4 separate regions of the Mus musculus genome follow, and all the other regions are linked to region 2. A link is a contact called in public HiCAR-type, HiChIP or PLAC-seq and promoter capture Hi-C data. All regions are on one chromosome and are shown on one strand. Each heading gives the region's core, a stretch centred on a gene start, on an enhancer-like site or on the middle of the called end of the contact. The rest is flanking DNA. Distances are from core to core; before and after follow the strand shown.

The links. HiCAR-type assays count read pairs that join an accessible place to other places. HiChIP or PLAC-seq counts read pairs in DNA pulled down with a chosen protein or histone mark. Capture Hi-C pulls out chosen DNA fragments and counts their contacts.
Region 1: a HiCAR-type map of astrocytes shows a contact between it and region 2, with 3 times the contacts expected there. The contact joins the promoter of Dcaf7 here to the promoter of Gosr2 in region 2.
Region 3: a contact with region 2 is called in a promoter capture Hi-C map of liver, with 3 times the contacts expected there. The contact joins the promoter of Taco1os here to the promoter of Gosr2 in region 2. A contact is called at or near these places in 2 of 39 promoter capture datasets (liver and pre-B cells) and 1 of 9 other capture datasets (liver).
Region 4: an H3K27ac HiChIP or PLAC-seq map of double positive thymocytes shows a contact between it and region 2, with 6 times the contacts expected there. The contact joins the promoter of Kcnh6 here to the promoter of Gosr2 in region 2. A contact is called at or near these places in 1 of 39 promoter capture datasets (liver) and 1 of 115 datasets of contacts at active chromatin or transcription factors (double positive thymocytes).

Annotation. Positions count from the first base shown.
Region 1 is chr11:106,035,487-106,038,186 of GRCm38.p6, forward strand. Dcaf7 (DDB1 and CUL4 associated factor 7) reads left to right here and starts at 1,386. Exons shown (of 7, transcript NM_027946.3): 1 at 1,386-1,775. The coding sequence starts at 1,638. It overlaps Kcnh6 (potassium voltage-gated channel, subfamily H (eag-related), member 6), which reads left to right. Exons shown (of 13, transcript NM_001037712.2): 13 at 1-108.
Region 2 is chr11:103,696,452-103,699,151 of GRCm38.p6, forward strand. Gosr2 (golgi SNAP receptor complex member 2) reads right to left here and starts at 1,272. Exons shown (of 6, transcript NM_019650.4): 1 at 1,179-1,272. The coding sequence starts at 1,207. C130046K22Rik (RIKEN cDNA C130046K22 gene) reads left to right here and starts at 1,273. Exons shown (of 3, transcript NR_102389.1): 1 at 1,273-1,421.
Region 3 is chr11:106,064,646-106,067,345 of GRCm38.p6, forward strand. It overlaps Taco1os (a long non-coding RNA gene), which reads right to left and starts at 1,396. Exons shown (of 3, transcript XR_003949781.1): 1 at 1,237-1,396; 2 at 1-651. Taco1 (translational activator of mitochondrially encoded cytochrome c oxidase I) reads left to right here and starts at 1,446. Exons shown (of 5, transcript NM_027346.2): 1 at 1,446-1,873. The coding sequence starts at 1,603.
Region 4 is chr11:106,006,839-106,009,538 of GRCm38.p6, forward strand. It overlaps Kcnh6 (potassium voltage-gated channel, subfamily H (eag-related), member 6), which reads left to right and starts at 1,310. Exons shown (of 13, transcript NM_001037712.2): 1 at 1,310-1,440; 2 at 2,145-2,375. The coding sequence starts at 1,365. Ace3 (angiotensin I converting enzyme (peptidyl-dipeptidase A) 3) reads left to right here. Exons shown (of 15, transcript NM_001101453.3): 15 at 112-712. All of the region lies in intron 2 of Gm35971 (a long non-coding RNA gene), which reads right to left.

The DNA of each region.
Region 1 (2,700 bases), core at 136-2,635, 2.3 Mb after region 2:
TACAAGACCATTATTAACCCACTGAAAAATCAGAAATGATGTAACCAATAGAAAACTATGGACCAAATTTCCTGATATGCACAGAAATAAAACGTTTCAATAAAATACACACCTAGGTATCCAGTTAATTTTCTTTTAACTTTTATTATTTTGAAACAGATTCTCAACTAGCCCAGGCTGCCTCTAATTGGCTCTGTAGCCCAGGATAAGAGTGACTTTCTGGTTCTCCTGACTCTACCTCCCAAGAGCTGGATTAGAGGTGTGTAACACCATGCCTAGGCTCTATGTAAAAATAAAAGTGCCCAGTAGACTTGTTCATACAGGTGGCCATTACTAAAAGATGGTTGATAAGTGTATACTATTGTCCCTCAAGGCTTCCAAGTGTTTGTATCCATTAAAAATTGTATTTTACAGACTGGAGAGGTAGGATAGCCCTATGGGCACTGGATGCTCTTGCAGCAGACCTGGGTTGGATTCCCATCTGTAACTAACTCCAGTTCCAGGGGATTGAATGCCTCTTCTGACCTCCGTGGGCAACTGTTCACATGTAGTACACTTACTTATACTCGGGCACATACAAATACACGTAAAATTAACGTGTTTTAAAGTACTGCCTAACAATTCAATACAACCCCTTTCAATATCGTTGAAAGAATTTACATTTATATTGGTGTACCTAGATCCAGGTTTTTCTGCATTTCAAACTCATGGCATATAAGCATTTAAAGTTGGATTACCATTTGGCTTCTGAACATCCCAGAGGAAGAAGGTAAGTGACTAATAGCCAGGTCATTTGCAAATCGATCCCAGAATTCAGGAGTCTCTTTAGTGTCTGTAGGAAAGCGCAGGAAAGCCTTAATCAATCTAGCCTGTCCCTGGACGTTTCTATCATGCCTGAAAGAGAACAGTTAAAAGGTGGGCATTGGAGCTGGAGAGAGTTCCCGTTTGGCAAAGACTGAGGGACCGCCGGACATAGGGAGATGTAATAAACGCAGGTGGTCCTCCATGAAGGTAGGTTTGACAGTTACTGTCAGTGGAGAGAGGTGATCAGAACAGCAGCAGCAGAGGAGAAATAGCAGGCTTTACTCTTGGCCTAGAATTTGGATCAGTAGAGGGGCACACTTGCCCCCATGCCACCCACGCCCCCATTCACCCGCACTGCGCCGTTATCCCCTTGACTGACATCTTGGGTAGCCAATGATCTTTGGGACTTCAAAAGAGCCCGCCTCCAGGAGCTGGGCGGGGCTAATGAGCAGAATGACAAACATTTTCACCAATAGTAAGGAGGGCGCGGGCGCTACAACTGTGTCGACCAATGAAAAGAAGGAACAGTTTGGAAAGGACGTACCCGGCAGCCAACGCTCGTCGCCGCTGCGGGGTCGCGTGGCTTCCGTTCCGAGAGGGCGGGCCGGCATCCCAAACGGAAGGTGGTAGCGCTGCCCGAGCTGGTTTGAAACTGGTGGTCGGGCCCGGCCGAGTGTGAGTGTGTGTAGCCGAGGACCCGCTGGAGGGCTAGGCCGTTCTTGACCGCCCCGGCCCCGCCTCCCCTCGGACCCGCGGACCCAAGCCCGGGTCCCCGCCTGTCTTGTGCCCCAGCCCGCTGCCTCTCTGGCCGGCTCTGCGGCCCAGCCGCCACCATGTCCCTGCACGGCAAACGGAAGGAGATCTACAAATATGAAGCGCCCTGGACTGTGTACGCCATGAACTGGAGCGTGCGGCCGGACAAGCGCTTTCGCCTGGCGCTGGGCAGCTTCGTGGAAGAGTACAACAACAAGGTGAGTTGTGCCGGGGCTCAGCGTGTAGCCGGCGGGGAACGCTCGAGGTGGGCGGCAGCCCCGGTCCCCACAACTCTCCTGCAAACTCGCCTTGACCACAACAAGGGGGTGGGTCCTCTGTGGTCCTGTCGCTGAGGTTGTCACACTCGTTGCCTCTTATTTAGTTTTGACAGCCGGGGGAAACCGAGGCACGGTGTTGTGACATGCCTGAGGCAGATAAGATTTTCGATGGTAGTAGCAGGTTTCAGATCGGAGTCACACCCCCAAAGCTATGTCCTCCGTCCCTCTCATTTCCCCCACTCCTGTCGCAGTGCTTCTGTTGCTAGGTGGGGGGCGGGAGAGAGGCAGTGGAGGAAGATGCGGCGCTTGGATTGGTGGTCGTGCATTCCTGGCCACGCGAGATTTCTGTTAGGGCTATTTATTGCAAGATCTTCCCCATCTCAGGTGTTTCTCATGGATACAGAGCCCTAATGCTAGGTTGTCATTGGTCATTGGTTTTGCTCCTTGATGTTCACCCTCCCCCAAACAGCCTATCCTTGGAAACCTTAGTCTGTGGCATTATCCCGCCATTATTTCTGAATAGAGAAAGATGACGTTTGACCTGTTCTTTTCGTGGTTCTTTACACATTCATTTGCAGCATTGCTGGACATCATCACTTCATCAAAACACTGGCAGAAGGAGAGAATTTTTATATGCAGGGTATAGGTTTGAAAGTATTGAGAAGAATTTTCTTTCCCTAATCTCTTACCTTCATTCTTTTGTTGTAATTTGAGTTAAAAAAAAAAAAATGAATGACAGTAATCAGAGATACTGAAAGCTTTGGCCAGTGGTATTTATAGCCAGTACTCTGCCTTACTCTTATGAACATCAGACTGGAGACAAATGACAAGATGGTGGGAGCAGTGGAAGAAGTAGGTGGTCTAG
Region 2 (2,700 bases), core at 22-2,521:
TCTGCTAGGTCCATGTGTCTTGCTATGGAAAGGATCCGTTCTTAGTAAATGAGGGCAATTTTCTGCCTCATTCCTTTTCCACGTGACTCACAGGATAGTCTTTTAAAATCTCTTCCTACACTTATTATATAATATGCAAATTGTCATTACAATGTAGTTTATTTTCCCCCACCCAAATCAAACATTTTGTTGACAAAAGTAAAAAGGGGGATTGGAGAGATGGCTCAGAGGTTAAGAGCACTGACTGCTCTTCCGAAGGTCCTGAGTTCAATTCCCAGCAACCACATGGTGGCTCACAACCATTTGCAATGAGATCTGATGCCCTCTTCTGAGGTGTCTGAAGACAGCTACAGTGTACTTACATATAATAAACAAATTTAAAAAAAAAAAAGGTAAAAAGAGAATAACCACCATCTTATTTCCATTCTTTTTGTTATGAGTTTCCTGGGGAGGCAGGATGACTAGTTTATGTCATTTTTCAGGCCCAAGGAATAAGATTTTTCAGTGCTGTCATACAATCAATAGAAAGTTCTTAAACTAACATAGGTATGTGGCCCCTCATGGTGTCTAGCTGCATAACACTGCAAGTTCCCAAAACAAAGGACGGTATGGAAAAAAAAAAAAAAAAAAAAAAAAAAGGACCCACCAAGGAAACTTAGTTATGAAAAGCTAATCTAAGACTCAATTTCAATTTCCTTAAGGCTAACTTGTAATCAGATATGACTCACAAAAATAGTCACTAGTTACCTGCCCGTCTTTGTGTCACAAAAATAAGTTCTTTAAATGTCCAATCAAGTACACAAAATACTTCTTTCGTACAACCCCTGACACTCCCACTTAAGCAATAGATTCATAGACACAAGCCTCGGCAACAGTTTTCTCTGTTCTCTAAGCTCTACCAACCCGGAGGACTAAGCTGGCAGGTGCTGGATCAAGTGCTGTAACCTAGGGGCGCTGCTTTCCCTTGCCAATAGGCAGTCACGGCTTGCGGCCAAGAGCTACCGGGCCCAAGCCTTCGCGCCCCGGCTCGATCCCCTTCGGCTAAGAGCATCGCACCAGGGGCTAAGAGATGCGGAGCAGCCCGAGCGGAAACCTCCACAATGACAGTCCCCAGAGCCCCGAGCCCTAGGGGCCGCAGCCCGGGCGGAGCCCAGCCCGCTCCCCGACGCAGCCCTCACTTGTTCGTTTGTTGGTATAGGGGCTCCATGACGCCGGCCTAGCCGGCCTGCGGCTTCCTCGGAACACGTCCTCACAACCCCACTTCCGGCTTCCGGTCTCAGGGCCCGCCCTGCTGAGTAGGGCGCCCGCGAGTGTGCCTGTCCCGTGGTGGTTGTGAGGTCGGAGACGGGGTTGCGCGGAAGGAAAGCGGGACGCGAGGGATGGGTGTGGCTCCGGGCCGGAGCTCGCGGAGAGCGGCGGGGGTGAGTTTTTTGCTAAAGTCCAGCTCCGGGATTGAATCAGGTAGCGGAGAGGACGGTCGCGAGGCACTGACGTCAGAGCCTCCCCCGAGAAGTCGCCGGCGACTCTCTACGTCGCTCTCCGCCCCGCGGTCGGGCTTGGCTTCTCCTTGGAGTGTGTAATTACAGGTCTGGGGAATCTCACTTCCTCACGACGCGTGCTTTTCCTGCCTCGAACTAGTCCGCCCACTAGTCTTCCCATCTCCGGCTCATTTTTAGTAAACCCACAGTGAGTGAGTGGTTAGCATATGACGTGGAACAACCAAAATTTCCCTGTTCTTCAAGAGGTTGGACTAGAGAAGGAACTACGATCTGTATACAAATAAACATTCCAAATAAGTACAAAGATAATGGTAGAACATCCAAATAAATACAAAGATAATGAGCTGGGCTGGTGTTGTGGTCAATAGGAAATTGTTTTTAAAGACATGAAGGGCGGGTGACATTTGGATTAGGACTTGGAAAGGTTCAAACACTTGTCTTCACCTAGGCCCATCTCATTTCCATCCATCTAGGTTCTTATCTACAGTTCCTCCCAAGGGAGGAGTTGTTCCTCTTCCTTTGGTGAGCTGAAGCTTGGATTTTCCTGTATCCTGCATCCCTCCCAGTTTTATGTCCCAAGAGACTGCCCGCCCATATTCATTCTTTCCCTAACATTACATTTCCCAGTTCCACTCCCATTTATTGAACATCTACTATGCACCATGCACAGATATGTAGGATAGGAACCCAGGTAAAACACATTCCTGGTGTTTCGCTGTCTATTGAGAAAGTCCTTATTTTAAAGCTGAATTAACAATCAACATTTAGGGTATGACTAAGGACCATTTGCCTGGAGAAGAGCAGTAGGGGTTCATGGATCAAGAAAGCATGGGGGGCCTTCAAGAACCGATAGAGGGTTTGTGGGAATGGTGCACTTTAGCTAAGGTTGAGTAGCGTGGGGGCGGGGCATAGATAAAAGGCTGTATCCTTAGTTTTTTAGTACTTTGCTGGTGAGGGATGCACAGGGAAGTATGTATATGTGTGCTTGTGTGTGTCTCAGTAGAATTGTCTCTGACTTGTGTGAGGTCCCAGGTCAAATCTTTGTGGGTCTTTGCTCTATAGGCATTTTGATTTTAAATTATATTACAGATTTATAAGAACAGGAAAAAAATAAGTAATAGGGGGAAAGTGCCAGTCTTCTCCTTTGTTTTCTGCTCAGCTGAGGTGCAGTGAGTAGCTGCCTCCATTCCCAGCACCATGA
Region 3 (2,700 bases), core at 146-2,645, 2.4 Mb after region 2:
TGGAGAGATGGCTCAGTGGGTAGGAGCACTGACTGCTCTTCCAAAGGTCCTGAGTTCATATCCCAGCAACCACATGGTGGCTCACAACCATCAGTAATGAGATCTGATGCCTTCTGGTGTGTCTGAAGACAGCTACAGTGTACTTATGTATAATAATAAAATAAATCTTTTAAAAAATAATATAAAATCTGTGTCCGTGCCCTTCCCCTCATCCTGCTTATTCAAGGCCATTGTAGAAGGAAACAGAAAGTAAAGAACTTGCCCAAGGTTGCACTACTAAATGGCAGAAACACACTTTGAATTCATCCAGCCTAACTTTAGAGAGCAAGACTTCAAACTGCCTTCACACTGACCTGCTTTTTTAAATGTGTTACGCTCTTGAGACTTAATTCACCCCCCCCCTAGAGAGCTCTTAAAGAGTTTCAAGCAGCTGCTACATTATTTTTTCTTTATTTTTCCATAGTGTCCTTTTTCTCTTGTTTTCTCTGCCAAGAGAACCGATGGTGGAAGGGGCTGGAGAAATAGCTCAGCAGTTAAGGATATTGGTTGCCCTTCCAGAGGACCCAGGTTCAATTTCGATTCTCCATGTGACAGCTCACAACCATCAGTTCCAGGCTATCTTGATGTCAACCTTGGCGGCGGTTTCTTTATCTGTAAAATAAATATCTGAGAACACCAGGCACACATGTAGCGCACAGACATACATGCAGTCAAAACAACCATACACATATATTAAAAATACTTAAACTAATTTTAAAACAACAGATGGAAAACGAAGATAGCAGTTTGACTCAAAGGCTGGCCCGATCTTTTGTCCAGTATGGGTTGGCAAAACAGGCAATGCCATCCTTGTTTACAGAAATGAAATCTAAATCAGAAAGTTTTAAATGACTGGGCAAATCGCTTCTCGTCGGCTGGTGGGGTAGTGGCTTATTTTGTTTGGTTGTTTTTTTTTTTTTTTTTTGTCGTTGTTTGTTTTAATTAAAGTTTTTGCTTTTTTTTTTTTTTTGAGACAAAGTCCTAAGGTTTCCTTCGCCTCTTAAGTGCTGGAATCACAGACATGGCCTGCCACGCCCAGCATTTAGTACTTTTTTGTTTATTGCTTCCTTTTTTTAAACAGGCAACCTTGGCGGCGGTTTCTTTATCTGTAAAATGAACCGACTGAACTACATATTTCTTTTTCAACCAAACAATTCTTATTCTGGACTTGCTCAGTTAGGAAGGAAAGTCAGTCACCTGAATCTCTCCGGGAAGGTGATCTGTCGTTTCCAAGCAACCGGGAGCAAAGAAGGGTTGCGTCACTCCTGGCAGGGGCGGGGTTGGAACGAGTACCGCGAGGCAGCGGAACCAACTTTGCAGAATCCGGGAACGTCTTTTTGCGGCGGACCGGGCAAAGGAAGTGTACTGCACCATTTAGGGTCCCCGCGCCCGGCTCCTTCGCGGTCACTCAAGGCAGTGCAGCGTCAGGAAGAGCCGAACCTCTGAGTTTCTGGAGAGCTGTAGCAGCGGTCTGAACGTCCAGACCGGGTTGTTCCGGGGCCGGACTAGACGGGCTGATTTTAGCTGCTCATCTTTGCACCGCGCAGCCCCTTGTCGAAGCAGATGATGTCTTGGGCTGCCGCCAGCCTGAGAATGACCGCTGTCCCGTGCTTTCGTGTGCGATGCCTCGGGTTCCGCGTGGGTCCTTGGGGCGCCTCCCAGCATGCAAACCCCGGCTGTGGTGCAGCGCCACACAGGACGCTGCATGTCAGCGCGACGGCCTCGGCGGGACACAATAAGTGGTCTAAAGTCCGGCACATCAAGGGCCCCAAGGACATGGAAAGGAGTCGAATCTTCTCTAAACTCACTCTCAGTATCCGCCTGGCGGTTAAAGGTGAGAACCTGGTAGTCCTCACTGCTGGTCACTGAAGCTCTTTAGGTGCCTAAGGCTTCATTTAGGACCGTCCCCCCAACCCCCAGTTGTCATAATTGTCCTACTCATAACCCTCAAAGCACTTACTTACACTGGATATACCTGTTTTCCTTTTCAAAGACCTTCAGAGACCCGCCCTTAGATAAAAATGACTTCATCTAAGGGTATAGTTAGAAGGTACTTCATAGAAATACGCCTTAAGAAAGTGTGGCAGCGCGGCCGGCTTGCCCGATTTCCGCGAGTTGGTTCTGTCGGTGCCGGTCGCGGGTTCCCGTGTCGTTCCGGTCTTTTTCCGCTCCCGAACCTTTGTTTTATTTTGCCGGGCGAGGTGGCGCATGCCTTTAATCCCAGCACTCAGGAGGCAGAGGCAGGCGGATTTCTGAGTTCGAGGCCAGCCTGGTCTACAAAGTGAGTTCCAGGACAGCCAGGGCTACACAGAGAAACCCTGTCTCGAAAAACAAAAAACAAAAAACAAACAAACAAAAACAAAAAACAAAAAAAGAAAGTGTGGCAGAAGCCGGAGGCCTCGAACCAGACCAATAATTCATGGCAATGGACATTTGCAAGTGAAGCTGTTTGGACAAAAGAATATCCAGTGTGACACTCCACAACACCGCAGCTTCTGCTTCTACATCAGGGATGGGTTTGGTTTGGTTTTGTTTAGGGGAGGGAGACTGCAAGCGTGGAGAGGATGGATCTGGAGGGATGACAGGATCAGTGTGAGATTGGGGTGCATGATGCGAAATTCACAAAGAATCGATTTAAAAAGTTAAAGATATTTATCAAAT
Region 4 (2,700 bases), core at 60-2,559, 2.3 Mb after region 2:
TGTGGAGACCAGAAAAATGCTTGAATGAATAAGCAAATGAATGAATGTCTTACTGCGTAAGCCCATGCTACTGACTGGATAGGAAATACTGTCCCCACTTCTCTTCCACAGCCAGCCTGCTCCCCACATTCAGGGACAGCCAAGACATCTCTGCCCCCCCAGGAAACCACACTTGGCAGCCCTCTCATCTCTCAACCACTGTGGCCAAGGTCCCCCACCAGGTATTGTGGCAAGGACACATCCCGCCCAGGACTCTAAGCCTCTCACCTGGACTTCAGTGGAAACCTCACTGAGCCTCCTTGGCCACCCCCTCCACCCCCCCATCCACTTTGTAAAGTTTATATTTCTGCCAGAATATTTGCTTCAAAGGCCTTCAAATTTCCTTCCGAACCTCAGACTTCTTAAAAACGTAGCTGTCCATCAATTAAATCTGGATGTTCAAACTAGCACTGGATGCTGCTTGTCATTTTTTTCTCCTGCATTTTCACCTCCTCCATTGGCCAGTTCAGCCCCTCTGCATTGACACCACCCTTGGGCCTTTTCCGAAGGTGCATGTTTCATTTTGAATGCTTGCTACTAAAATGTGGCTCAAAATTGGTCTTGGGACCCTCTGCAAAGTTCCAAGTCCACCAAGGTGCTTAATGAACTGTGGCCCTTCTTTTCTCCTCTCAGAAAACCCCCCTTTTTTTCAATAAACTTCACCCCACCCCAATTTGCTTTTTCTAAGTGTGTTCATTTTTAATCAGTACACAGACACTTTTACCAGTGGTCACTTGCTAATAGGTGGCGGCCATTTGTGGGCAAGGGGCCTAAGTGCCCCATTGCCACAGTCAGTCCCAGCGGTAAATCCCTGAAGACAGCCTTCAACAAAAAACTATCTGAAGCCCCTAACAACTTCTGCCCTCCTCTGCCTGGAAAACTACTTCAGTATCAAAAGGGGTCCAAAGAGATGCTGAGGTCTCTGTCTATTTGGACATGAGCAGAAGTTCTTCAGAGTATCCCAGGTTCAGGACCCCTGCCCCTCTCTCTAGGATTCAGAGCCCCTTATGGATCAGAATTTGCTCTTGTCCTGACCCCCAACCCCAACCCCAACCCCGTCTGCCTGTCACGTCCCTTGGCTTATTTCAGCACCACGACGCGGACAGCTCCCGGGCGCAAGCCTCGTGGAAGGAGGAGGAGCGCTGAGCCGTGGGAGCGGGAGGACTAGAGAGGGCGGGGAGGGCAGACGCTGGAGGACGGGCGGGGCCCGATAGCCCTCCCCGGGGGCGGCGCCCACCCCAGCCCGACGCTGCTGAGCCCCAGGACTGACGGAGACGCCAGAAGCCAGGGCACCGGTCACTCCCAGCAAGTGGTGTTACAGAAAGATGCCAGTCCGCAGGGGCCACGTTGCTCCCCAAAACACTTACTTGGACACCATCATCCGCAAGTTTGAGGGCCAGAGTAAGTGTGAGGTTTGGGGGTGTGGGGGACTCTCTGCAGTACGGGTTGGATGGCAGGAGCAGCCAAACTCTTCACTAACTTCTGATGGGGTAAAAGAAATGGCAGGGCTGGGGGCTGGGGGGGGGGGTAGATTCTGAATACAAAATCTTTCGTTTTGATGTCCCCAACACCTCCTCCATATGTGCTGTGTCTTGGGCATAATGCCACTCTTCTACCTGCTCACAGCAGTTTTCTTGGTGTTACAAACCCTGGCCTGCCCTCTCAGTCACTGCCCACTTACCCCTCCAGACCATTCATGCCTCTCCTAGAGGTTTGCCTGACTTCCTTCTTTTCACCCACAGAGCAGGTCTGACTCCCTGGTCACAGTCCTGCTTTCTGGTCTGGATCCCAACTATTATTCCAGGAGTTCTGGGGTCTTCCTCCCACTCTACTGACCCTAGCCCCCAAGCTTGGTTCCCACACCCCTACTTTTCTGCTCCCTGCCTCCTTCATGCCCCTCTGTGCTCCCAGAAGGAATGACCTTTCCCCAGGACTCTTGGTTCTTCCACCCTCCCTTGCTCTGTCCTCCACCTCCCTCATTCTGGCCCCTGCCTGCTCCTGTGTATAAATCCCCTCCTTGGCTGCCACCGGTCCCTGTAATCTTTCTCTCCCAACTACCCACTCCTGGCTGCCACGGTCTTCCTACCTTTTTCTTCCCACCCCAGGTCGTAAGTTCCTGATTGCCAATGCACAGATGGAGAACTGTGCCATCATCTACTGCAATGATGGCTTCTGCGAACTCTTCGGCTACTCCCGTGTGGAGGTGATGCAGCGACCCTGTACCTGTGACTTCCTCACTGGCCCGAACACTCCGAGCAGTGCTGTGTCCCGCCTGGCGCAGGCCCTGCTTGGGGCTGAAGAGTGCAAGGTGGACATCCTCTACTATCGCAAGGATGGTGAGACTCAGTTGGGCCAAGGGTCCTGTAGGCTACCTTTCTTGTCTATCATGGAGTGCCCTGGGGGAAGGGTCTGACCTAAGAGCCAAAGAGCCTGGACCACTTCTATCCCCACTCTGGGCCTTGGTTTCCTTAGTATTAGAGAGAAGCAATGAGAATTGCATGTTATGTCTTCTAAGGGACTTGAGATTGGGCTGAGCCAGCTATTGGTACTGGTATAGAACAGCCTCTTGCTCCACTTTCCCTCCCCCACCTCCCAGCTACCTACTCTGTCACTGCCAGCCCCAGCTGTCAAGGATGGAAATTAACCTTCCCTCATCTGCTC